2 separate regions of the Muntiacus reevesi genome follow, and region 2 is linked to region 1. The links are chromatin contacts, called in public Hi-C maps. All regions are on one chromosome and are shown on one strand. The core of a region is the stretch at or near the end of the contact, and the rest is flanking DNA. Distances in the headings are between cores, read along the strand shown.

Region 1 (6,067 bases), core at 1,061-3,560:
CTGTGGTACATATACACCATGGAATATGACTCAGCTGTTAAAAAGAATTCATTTGAATCAGTTCTAATGAGATGGATGAAACTGGAGCCCATTATACAGAGTGAAGTAAGCCAGAAAGATAAAGACCAATACAATATACTAATGCACATATATGGAATTTAGAAAGATGGTTAACGATAACCCTATATGCAAAACAGAAAAAGAGCCACAGATGTACAGAACAGAATTTTGGACTCTGTGGGAGAAGGCGAGGGTGGGATGTTTCGAGAGAACAGCATCGAAACATGTATATTATCTAGGGTGAAACAGATCACCAGCCCAGGCTGGATGCATGAGACAAGTGCTCGGGCCTGGAACACTGGGAAGACCCAGAGGAATCTGGTGGAGAGGGAGGTGGGAGGGGGGATCTGGATGAGGAATACATGTAAATCCATGGCTGATTCATGTCAATGTATGACAAAAACCACTACAATATTGTAAAGTAATTAGCCTCCAACTAATAAAAATAAATGAATCAATAAATAAAATGATATGATAAAAAAAAAGTACACCCTAATAACACATACTGTGGGTTATATATAATGTATCATATGTTCTTTTTCTTTCAAAGCATCTGTAAGGGAAAGGTCTCTTTCTACTCCACTAAAATCTTTATATACTGTTGCAGCTGTGCTTTCAACTCTATTGGTTAAGTGGAGAGACATGCACATGCATTTAAAATTTCATGAGACTCATTCTTTCATATATATATTCCTGATTTCCTCTCTACGTATGTGTCTCAAACTTTTCTACCACATTAATCCTTAATGAGTACACAGGGTCCTATCTCTGTTCCTCTTAAAAACCGGATGATTTAAGATCACCTATATTCATTATCTCTATTTCCACATTATCTGCTGCCCTTCTCAATCATTCCCCTTCCCGCTCCAAAGATACCTCTAAGTTAGCAATGTGGTAAGTCCTCTGGACATTGTTCAGTTCTATTTCTCCCCCTTTTCTTTTGATATATTCTTATCCTTTGGCTGATATGACATCATATTCCCATGGGTTTTTTTGTACCCCTATCACTGCTCCTCCTGTATCCTTCGTAAGTTCTTCCACTTCTGCCCAGTTACTTAGTTTTGGACTCCTCAAGGCTCAATTCTAGGCTTCCTTCATCACTTTAAACTCCACCAGAGGACAAGTTCATCTATTTCCAAGGTTTCAATAGCCACGATATACAACTGCTGGCTCTCCAATTTATTTCTCTACTTCAGATCTTTTTTCTGAGCTTCAGATAAACACAGTCCAATTGCTTACTTCAAAGTACCTCCACTTAGATGTCTCAAAGAAATCTGAACTCAACTAGTCTTAATTCAAATTCATAATCTTCTCTATGAAATCTAATCTTCTTCCACTGTTCCCTCTCTTGATGAAAGATACCACTATCCATTCCTTTTCAGAAGTGTTCCAGCTAATTCCCATACCTATTTCATCATGAAGTACTGTTATTTTCATTTTCTGAATATCACTCGAATTCATCTACTTCTATCAATAACCTGAGTGTATTACTTTTCCCTACTAGTCTCTTCTGCTTTCTGCCAATCAGTTCACCACACTGCAGTGTTATTTTTTCAAACACAGATTTGGTCATATCATGTCCCACTACCCAAGCTGAAAACCCTCAAATGAAACGCTGTCCAAGAGAAATATACCACCAGACCTATATGTCATTTTAAATATTCCGTAAGCATATTAAAAAAGCAAAAGGAAACAGATAAAATTCGTTTTTTGCAATATTTTGCCTAATTACCAACACATTTTCATTTCAACACAGGAAAAAATAAATCAATTCTTTAAAATCTGATACGGATTTTACATCTATTTAGATTGGTCAACATTTCAAGCGCTTAAGAACTACAAGCACAGTTCAGCTCCAACAGCACCTTATAATTCTTACTTTTTCTTTTTAATTTTTTTTTTTTTAATTCTTACTTTAAAAACCACTAAAGACACAGTCCTGGTCTGACTGGGCACAAATACCACTACTGAGGCCTAGGACAGCTGCTTCCTTGGTTCTCGGTCCCCGTTCCCTTCTCAACCGGGCGTTCATCAATCCCGTGAGGATATTCCTAAGAATTAGGAGCCTCTGGCCCTCTTCCCCGAGTTCTCCACCTTCACTCTCCTCCTCGTTCCAAGTTCTCACAAGATTTCCTTACCCGGTCCCAACGCTGCTGACCCTGGTACAGTTCGACAAGAATGAAGACGATCGCCAATGTTTACTTCCTGACTTCCTCTCTCTCCCGGCAGCCACTGCAGCACTTTCCGGGCGACCCACACATGCGCACTTGGGCCTCAGGGCGGGGGGCCAAAGCGAAACTGGTCTCGCGAGATCTCGAGCTTTTTCTTTAGCTCTACAGTAGGTCAGTAGAATGGGTTAGGTTTGAGGAGGTGCTTTTCTGCTCCGTAGTTTTCAACTCTTAGACTCGACGAGTATTACGACGTAAAATAAAACAAAACAAATTTCATACGGAGAACAGACAATAGCGTAAGCATCGCTAGAGCGCTACGAGGTGCGTGAAGTTAAAACAGTTAAAATCAGTATTAATTAGTAGCCAGGTAGTGTAACACGTTAGGGACAAGGTAAACACAAAATTGTCTTCCTCTTCTCGAATTTACATCATATAGAGTGAGAAATACTGAATTATTTAAGTAATTTACAGTTCTAGAAAGCCGCTATGAAGGGTGTACTAGGTACTTTGAAGACATAGGGCAATTCAGCAATTGTGACACCTCACCCCTGATGTTGATACTGTATTTTACCATTAGGAAAAAAATACTGTAAAACGATTTCCATTGTGGAAAAACAATGTCATAGATAGCTCAACCTTCCTTTAAAGAAGAATAGGAAATAAAATACTGGAAAATAATAATTTTGGAGTACAGTTTCCTCCCTCCCCCCTTTAAATCCTATCGGTTTTGGTAATGTTTTATTTTTCAAAACAATATGTGCTCCTTTCAGATGTCAAAATGACATCCTTGCCTCTAAAAGAATCTCATCATACTCTTATTAAGAAATTTTAGTGCATAGAGCATAGGAATGTAAATATTCATTTTGATTTTACAGGGCAAAAGTTGAAGGAATGGAAGTTGTCAGAAAATAGTCTGAAAGTGAGTAGTCTATCAATCACTCATACTTAATTTGTATCTCTTTAATACAATTCCTGAAATTTGTTTGAAAGTGTTAATGTCCGTTTAGTTAAAACTACCAGGCACAAGTCAGGGAACACATCTCCCAGTGGAATTATGGAACGTGCTGGACAAGAGGGAAGAACTTTTTGTAAGGTTCAGATTCCCTCCTGGAGTATTCTGAGGAGGGTCTGAGGAAGCAGGAATCAGGCTGTTTGATAAACTGGGATCAATTAGGATCTTGGTGCGGTTGTGAGGTGAGGGTAGTTTAGCAATTGGATATCTCCAGTAACAGTCCAGGGCAGAGCAAAGTGAGTTTGGGGCATCATTAGTAAGAAAACAGAAGTATTGGTTGTGGCATTTTACAGTTACCTTGGGAAACAGTGCTTCCTGTTGTAGGAGGGCAGACTTAACCTAGGGAGACAGAAACTTTGCATCCAAAAACCTCAGGAGATAAAAAATTCCCACTTGGAAGCTGTAGGTGCTGTTAAAGAGAAAAGCCACAGGCCCAAAATGGCTTCACTTGTGCTAAAGCCCTTGATACAAAATTTATATTTAATAACTAACTTAATCACAACTTCAAAATTCAATCACCAGAAATGTAATCCAATGAACCAGTTGGGAATTTCCTGGTCATTACTGAAGAAGTAATCTGGCACATGGCCCCTTTCCATTATCTCCTCACCCCCACCCTGCCTCTCAGTGGAAGAAGAGGCAATTAGCTGTGAAAACCTTGCTGTTCCTTCTTTTCTTCCCTCCAAGGAGATTCTGGCCTATAAATAATCCTTTTTTTTAAATTTTACTAATAGCTCCCATGCCCCACCGTTTTTCCTCTAAAAACTTCTGTTTGTACAACCCCTTGGAGCACCCTTCTGATTGCTCAGTGGGAGGCCTTCTGATTCTTGAGTCATTTAATAAAACCAATTAGATCTTCAAATTTACTTGATTGAAATTTTTTGACAGTGTTGTGCAGACTTGGTTTCAATATGAATATTTTTGTGTGCTAATGATGTAATTCAGAGCTGAGGCACTTAGAAGGAGATATAGGGAGGAAATAATGGGAGGGTTACAAAGGTCTGTCTAGTCAAAGCTATGGTTTTTCCAGTAGTCATGTATGGATGTGAGAGTTGGACCATAAACAAAGCTGAGTGCTGAAGAACTGATGCTTTTGAACTGTGGTGTTGGAGAAGACTCTTGAGAGTCCCTTGGACAGCAAGGAGATCAAACCAGTCCATCCTAAAGGAAATCAGTCCTGAATATTCATTGGAAAGACTGATGCTGAAGCTGAAGCTCCAGTATTTGGCCACCTGATTCGAAGAACTGACTCACTGAAAAAGATCCTGATGCTGGGAAAGGTTGAAGGCAGGAGGAGAAGTGTTTGACAGATGGTTGGATGGCATCACTGACTCAATGGACATGAGTTTGAGCAAGCTCTGGGCGTTGGTGATAGGGAAACCTGGCATACTGCAGTCCATGGGGTCGCAAAGGGTCGGACACGGCTCAGTGACTGAACTGAACTAGTAAACTAGGGATAAAAGAGGATATGGAAAGAGTAAAAACATACACACTTTCTCCCCCTCTTTTCTTCTTGATGTCTAGCACAGTGACTAACGTTTAATAAATATTTATTGAATGAATGAGTCATTCAATGTTTTGGCCCTGAAATGCCAGGGAAGAAGGGACAATGAACTGGCATATATTTCGAACCATATCTATGCCAGGTAGTGCTAAGGCTTTTGTGAAAGAGTAATGTAGGCTTAACTCCTCCCTCCCAACTTACCCGCTAAGTTAAAAAGTATTTGGTGACCTGTTGGGAGTAGAGTTTAGATGACACAGATCATCCTTGGTCTTTTGAATTGATTCCTTTATATTGTTTAATATATTTCCATTTACCATAGAAGGGTTTCCCTTGTGGCTCAGCTGGTAAATCCACCTGCAATGAAATTAAAGCACAATGAAATTGTGGTTTAAAAAGTTGATGACCTTTTTCTTTCTATGGCGAAGTGAAGTGATAGTGGCTCGGTCCTGTCCAACTCTTTGCAACCCCATGGATAGTCCATGGAATTCTCCAGGCCAGAATACTGGAGTGGGTAGCTTTTTTCTTCTCCAGGGGATCTTCCCAATCCAGGGATGGAACCCAGGTGTCCCGCATTGCAGGTGGACTCTTTACCAGCTGGAGCCACAAGGGAAGCCCTTTCTATGGTAAAGTGAAAGTGAAAGTCGCTCAGTCGTGTCTGACTCTTTGCGACCCTATAGTCCATGGAATTCTCCAGGTCAGAATACTGAAGTGGGTAGCCTTTCCGTCCTCCAGGGGATTTCCCAACCCAGGGACCGAACCCAGGTCTCTTGCATTGCAGGCGGATTCTTTACCAGCTGAGCCTCAAGGGAAGCCCTTCTATGGTAAATGGAAATATATCAAACAAGATAAAGGAATCAATTCAAAACGAGGGACACCTTGGTTCGATCCCTGGTTTGGGAATATCTCCTGGAGAAGGGAAAGGCTATCCTGGCCTGGAGAATTCCATGGACTGTATTGTCCAAAGTCAAATGACTTTGACTTTGGACACATCAAAGTGTCTCAGGAAAAAAACAGAAAATTGCAAAAGCCAACTCTGTATCTTGTTATAACATTAATAATAACTTTCTTGGAATTAAAGACCGTATTTACTCTCCTCTATCTCTCTGGGGGGGAGATTTAAAAACAACCATTAATAGACATCCACGACCAAGTTGTGAGCGGGTTTGATTTTTTTTCCTCCCGGGGAACAAACGACGAACTTGCGGGGAAAAGCTTTCAGGGCGGAGCCCAGGGAGCGTACGTTCCTCCCATTGGTTCTTCCGGAGCCTCCGCCCCGCCCCTGTCCCGCCTCCTGGATGGATGAACCAATAGGGACGTAAG
Region 2 (6,067 bases), core at 2,247-4,746, 2.9 Mb after region 1:
TGCACTACTACAAAGTGAATCGCTTCCCAGTTGGCACTAGTGGTAAAGCACCCAGCTGTCAATGCAGGAGATATAAGAGATTCAGGTTCAATTCCTAGGTCGCAAGGATCCCTTGGAGGAGGGCATGGCAACCCACTCAAGTATTCTTGCCTGGAGAATCCCATGGGCAGAGGAGCCTGGAGGGCTCCAGTCCATAGGGTCGTAAAGAATCGGATATGACTGAGCACACACAAAGTGAATCAGCTGTATGTATACATATATCCCCTCTCCTTTGGACCTCCCTCTGACTCCCCCCTTCACCCCATCCCTCTTGGTCACCACAGGGTCCCAAGTTGAGCTTCCTGAGCTATGTGGCAGGTTTCCACTCTATCTTACAAATGATAGTAATCTGATTTCTGTGTATCCTTTTCCCGGCCTTCCCATCACCACCCAAACTATACACAATTTCTCAGCCCCAAACTATCCCAGAGATCAACGAAGACCGCATGAAGCCACGATCTGGCAAGTTCTCTTCTAAGACAGAGCAGATGCACCAGAGAACAGTTGGATACGTGGAGGGGGCTGTAATAAGTAGTTTCAAGAAGGATCAGGAAGTAGAGGGGAAGACAATTCAGCTGTGATCCTTTTGATCCTCATATTTTTTGCCCTCATCGCTGTTGGACAAGCCTACATTCCAAAGTTCTGGACATGTGTCAGAGAGCCTCAACAGAAGGAGCGGTGCGAAGATTGCTCCAGTCTCCAGGACAGAAACAGAACCAAGGGGGGAGTGCCCACGGCCAGGGCAGCATTTGATAAGCCATCAGTGTTTACCTGCTTGTTATAATTTTTTTTTTTTTTGCTGCTCAAGGCACTTCAATAGTCTGCAATGTAGAGAATATGATAAAATCCTCCTCTTACTGCATTGGATTCTTGCCCAGCTTTAAGGTCATTATTCTGAGCTTCAGTTCTTGCTGCACTTAACTGGTCATGGAGAAGAAAGCATGATACTGACAGCTGAATATATCACTGAGCCTAGAAAATAGCCTGGAAGTCAGTCCTTTGAAAGATTCCTGACAGACTCATCACTCAACCTACCAGTCTTTAAAAATAAAATCACAGTTAACAAAAGGCTCATTTTTTTTCTTTTACAGTAGGACACAACTGTCTTACATTTGCACATTTTGCTAATTAGAACTTTTAAGTTATTTAAATGACAGTCTGTATTCTAATATTATGGAATATAAATGATGGTGGAGGTGAGAGGTTAGGAGAAAATGTAAAAAATGTTCATTTGATTTGATTTCTATTTAATCAGTGCTTCTTCAGTACTACTGAAACAGTTTTTTTTCATACAGGGAATTTCAGGTTTTAATAAAAAGTAATAATAAGATCATAATGTAAGAGAAACATTTTTATTACATAAACAGTGATAGATTACCTAAGGCTACTGTGAAAGTTTTAAGTATAAAAGGCATAGAAATTAACACATGCACTTTAGATACTTATATTAGTGTTAAGTAAACAATTCTACTGGAGAAAGTAATGGCAACCCACTCCAGTATTTTTGCCAAGAGAATCCCATGGATAGAGGAGCCTGGTGGGTTACAGTCCACGGGTTTGCAAAGAGTCAGACATGACTTAGCGACTAAACAACAACAATAACAAACAATTCTAATACTCTGATTCTAGAAGACTAAGGCTAAAATAGATAAAACAGAGTGAAATACATCTTTAAGCACAACATTTCAAAAGAAATGTTAGCAATAAAGGATACTATTTATCAAGTACTTACTGTGCTCTGGGCATAATGCCTACCTCTTTATGTACTTTGTATTATTTAATCCTCCCGATAACACTATGAATAAAGTGCATTTAGTTCCTATTTTTTTAAGAAACGACAATGGAAACTTAATGTGATTAAAAAGTTGCTAAAAGTCTAAAACCTAGTTAGTAATCTGTGACTTCAAAGAACATCGCTTTATATTACCCACAAAACTACACGTGCCACAATGACAGGAACTAGTATATCCCATCCTCCACGGGCATACAATACATCTTCAATAAATAGTGGAAAAGTGCATATGTATATACCTATACTCCTAATTTGGTTCCTAATTTGTTCCTTTGTTACTAAAGCAGAAATATGTACATTTGTAAACTCACGCATTACCGTAAAAAGAATTTTTAAAATGTTTTAAATTGCCTTTTTATACTCATTACATGAGTTTATTTTCAAGGAGGACCAAGAACCCTTCATTGGTCGGAGCTTTGACAAACGGAGCTTTGACAAAGTGGAGCTTTGAGGAACGGACCCAGTGACGCTTTAGAGATCATATTTTTGAGGCATTAACTTTTTCTCCCCGGTTTTCCCTACCTTTTTCTCCTCACAACTCTGCCCCCGTTTCAAGGCTTGGTTCTGCGTCATTTGCCTCGGGGAAGCATCTGGCAGGGTAAACAACAGACATGTCCTTTCAGAATCTCATTTTTTCAAAGCCCAGGTAGCCACTAACAGGAAGAGGCCATGGGAACAGATATCAAAGTACATACAGTCCGTGAGAAATGATAACCAACTCCTCCTTCTCCAATCCTCAACCCCTTTTTAATGCAGACCCTTCGCATTTGTGAGAACAGGGGAAAAAGGAGGGAAAGAGTCCAGGAACGCTTCAAGCTAATTATTTTCCCACTTACACGGCAGAGGCTCAAAAGCAGAAATTAAGTTCATGGCCAGTAAATAAAAAGACGAATGTCGCTTCACACACGAGATCTGTGGACTCAGATTTTTAATCACTGCAATCATTCTTGTCTACTTATTCCTCTTAAGGGTCAACCACATACCTTTTGTTTTAAGCCCCTAAAGAACTACCAACTTTTCTAATTTGTTCACAATTCAAATTCAGGAGATTGGAGGAAGACCAAGAACCTACGTAGCCCAACTCCACTCTTTGATTAAATTTTACAAAAAGCAAAATAAGGCAAGGAACCAGTGATTTCCAAAGCGCACATGGGGAAACTTCTAGAAACTTAATAAACCACACCACAGAAAACCCACCACCTCTCCATCTGTAATGAAAAATAGGGGCTTCACTTTTTTGTTAGAACTAGCCACTGTGTTTTTACAAAGACAGCAGAACCACTCTACTAAACGGAACAGAATGAAAACTCCCAGTACATTCTGGAACGACATTCTGGCCAATCCTTCTGCCAACAGAGGCCTTACCCGGGCCTGGGTTAGTGAACGCAGCGTTTAACTCCCCCTCTTCAGCGAAGACACTTGGGGAAATCCTCCAATGAGAGACGCTTAAAGGCAGGGGCGTGGTCTCAAGGGGCGGAGAATTTGACTCCGGGGATAATGAAAAGCGTGTGCTGATTGGCCGGACATCTTCCCTCTACGCACCGGCCCTCTTTGGACAGCAGGAGCCATCCATCAAAAGACTTACACCAATTAGCGGGGAAATGCTTCCCACTTCCCCCTCCCATCGCAGCGAGAAAGCCCCGCCCTCCAATATAATACTCGGAAGGCCAGGCGCGGCCCCTTCGGCTCCGAACTGACCCGGAGAAGGGCAGTGTCGTCTCGGCGGCGCTGCAGAGACCCCCACCCAAGACGGCTCCCCCTCCCCGGGCCTGTCCCCTCTTGCCCGCGAGTCCTCTCCCTCGTAGGCCTCTCGGATCTAATATCGTGGGGTGAGGTGAGAGCAGGCCCGGGGAGGGTGGTTACCGCTGAGGAGCTGCAGTCACGATCAAGGTGAGCTAGGATTTCGGGGTTGACTGCAGGGTGCAGGTACGGAGCAGGGTTGGGGGCGCGGGGTAGGGTAAGGGGACGGGGTGGAGGGTTCGTCTCGCGCCCTTTTCCTCGGTTAACTCTAGACCGAGCAACAAGTTCAGGCTAGTCCGAGCCTGGAGGGGCGGGGCCAGATCAGACCTCCCGAGCCGTCTTATTGTCAAGTTGGCGTGGTCCCAGGCACCAGCCCGGGGGCGAAAGAGTTGGATCCCTGAAGATTGTGATTCCGCATCTGTCCACCTCTTCCGTCGCTCAGCCCTGAAGATGCTCTGCTTCCTGCCTTTTGGTTGTTGGGGGGAGGGACTGTCCATGTATCCGTGCCTGGGGCATAGTAGGCGTTCATTATTGCCCTAAATTAATGAAACTCCCAGGTTTCTCTTGCAGGATGGATTAGCCTCCTGCCCCACTGCCGGTGCTCTTAACACCTGAGTTTCCTTTCGTAACATCAATAAAAGTTAACAGTTGCTGAGCACTGAGTGCCAAGCACTATGCTGAACTCTAGTTGAATCATCTTGTTTAATCTTAACAGACATTTAGAGAGGCAGATATTGCCTCGTTTTACAGACTATAAATAAGCTCATTAATATTGTCCAGGTGTTTATTAGGCACCTATTGTATGTGCTATATACCTGAGCTCCTGAAACTGAAAGTGTTAGTCACTCAGTCGTTTCCAGTTCTTTGCGACCCTGTGGACTGTCGCCCTCCAGGCTCGGGTGTTACAGAATTCTCCAGGCAAGAATACTGTAGTGGGTAGCCATTCCCTTCTCCACAGGATCTTCCCAACCCAGGGATCGTACTCGTTTCTCCTGCATAGCAAGCAGATTCTTTACCTTTATTTCACATAAGTCTATGAAATGGGTAATAACCTATTAACAGATTAGGAACTGAGGACTAAGAAAAATTGACTAACTTGAATAGTTCACATTGTTACTTAGTGGCAGAATACATACTACCATTTCATTTCAAAGTTTGGGCATGAAGATTAGCATTTTTTTTTTAAAGGCCCTCTAGGAAGTCACAATTTAGGATGGATGTAACCAACTGGTTGGGGAGGGGGAGAATAACAGATGGCCCTTGACAATGACTGAGATTCACTAACAGCATTGAGAGAGGGGAGGCTGTGTTGTAAGGCACCTGGCAGGACAGGAAGGGCTGTTCTTTCACTCCTTTCTGGGCTTTGTTCTATATATAGATGATAGAGGTACTGACAACAACTGACTCTCAGAAACTGCTACACCAGCTGAATGCCCTGTTGGAACAGGAGTTGAGATGTCAGCCAAAGGTCTGCGGCTTGAGACTAATTGAATCTGCACATGATAATGGCCTTAGGATGACTGCAAGACTGAGGGACTTTGAAGTAAAAGATCTTCTTAGTCTAACTCAGTTCTTTGGATTTGACACGGAGACATTTTCTCTAGCTGTGAATTTACTGGACAGATTCCTGTCTAAAATGAAGGTACGTTTAAAGCTACATTACCCTGAGTATTTCGTGATTTTGCTTAATGTGTTTTGGAGATGGTATTGCCAGCTTTGGGCTGGTATTCATAACGACCATTTCTTTGTGTGTTTTCAGCAAGTAACCAAAATGTTTTGGTAATTCTGTGTACTATAGCATTGATGAATATTCTTCCTTTTAATCAAGAATAATGCATCAGCTATTAGACTTAACTTCTGACATTGAATAATAGTCTAATATCAAATCATTGCAAAGCCTCCCAGTAGGAGAGTTGACTGTTGTTTTTAAAAGTCTTGTTTGATAGTTTGGGTATTTTCACTTATTTACTGTTGTTTTTAAAGAAATATGTTAAAGGCAGAATGCTAGATTGTGGGTTAAAAATTAGATTTTTTTTTTTTCCTTTTTGTTGATGCTGTCCATCACCTGGTCAGTAGAGTATATTTCTTGATCTTTATTCATATATAATAAAGTTCCAACTGGTTTAGCCTTACATTTACCCAGGTCATGCTTATGCTTGGCATTTGCAGCCTAAGTTTGCATATAGTAGAGAGTATCTTCTGACTGAGCAGATATACAGTTGTTACCCTGTATTGGATAAGCAGGACATCTGTGTAGCTTTCAGAGTTTAATTATTAAAAATACATCTGACTTCTCTGTGTCCATGGTTGTTCGTAGATAATGAGATAATGTGACACTTAAAATGAAACTCATGTTTTATTCAAAGTACCTAACAGAATGCAACATATACGGAAAGAACTCAGTGTTTGTTGAATGGCTCAAGAAACTTATTCAACAGTCTGATTAAGCAACTCTTTAAAACAAACAAAAAAACAACTCTTTTAGACACCATGTGT

Evidence for each region. Hi-C and Micro-C count contacts between places; a contact is called where the count stands out from the background.
Region 2: a Hi-C map of muscle shows a contact between it and region 1, with 8 times the contacts expected there. The contact joins the promoter of CCNG1 here to the promoter of SLU7 in region 1. A contact is called at or near these places in 2 of 3 Hi-C or Micro-C datasets (blood and muscle).

What each region holds. Positions count from the first base shown.
Region 1 is chr1:249,195,544-249,201,610 of mMunRee1.1, forward strand. It overlaps SLU7 (SLU7 homolog, splicing factor), which reads right to left and starts at 2,311. Exons shown (of 16, transcript XM_065919036.1): 1 at 2,199-2,311.
Region 2 is chr1:252,103,834-252,109,900 of mMunRee1.1, forward strand. It overlaps CCNG1 (cyclin G1), which reads left to right and starts at 3,497. Exons shown (of 7, transcript XM_065919038.1): 1 at 3,497-3,721; 2 at 4,950-5,213. The coding sequence starts at 4,950.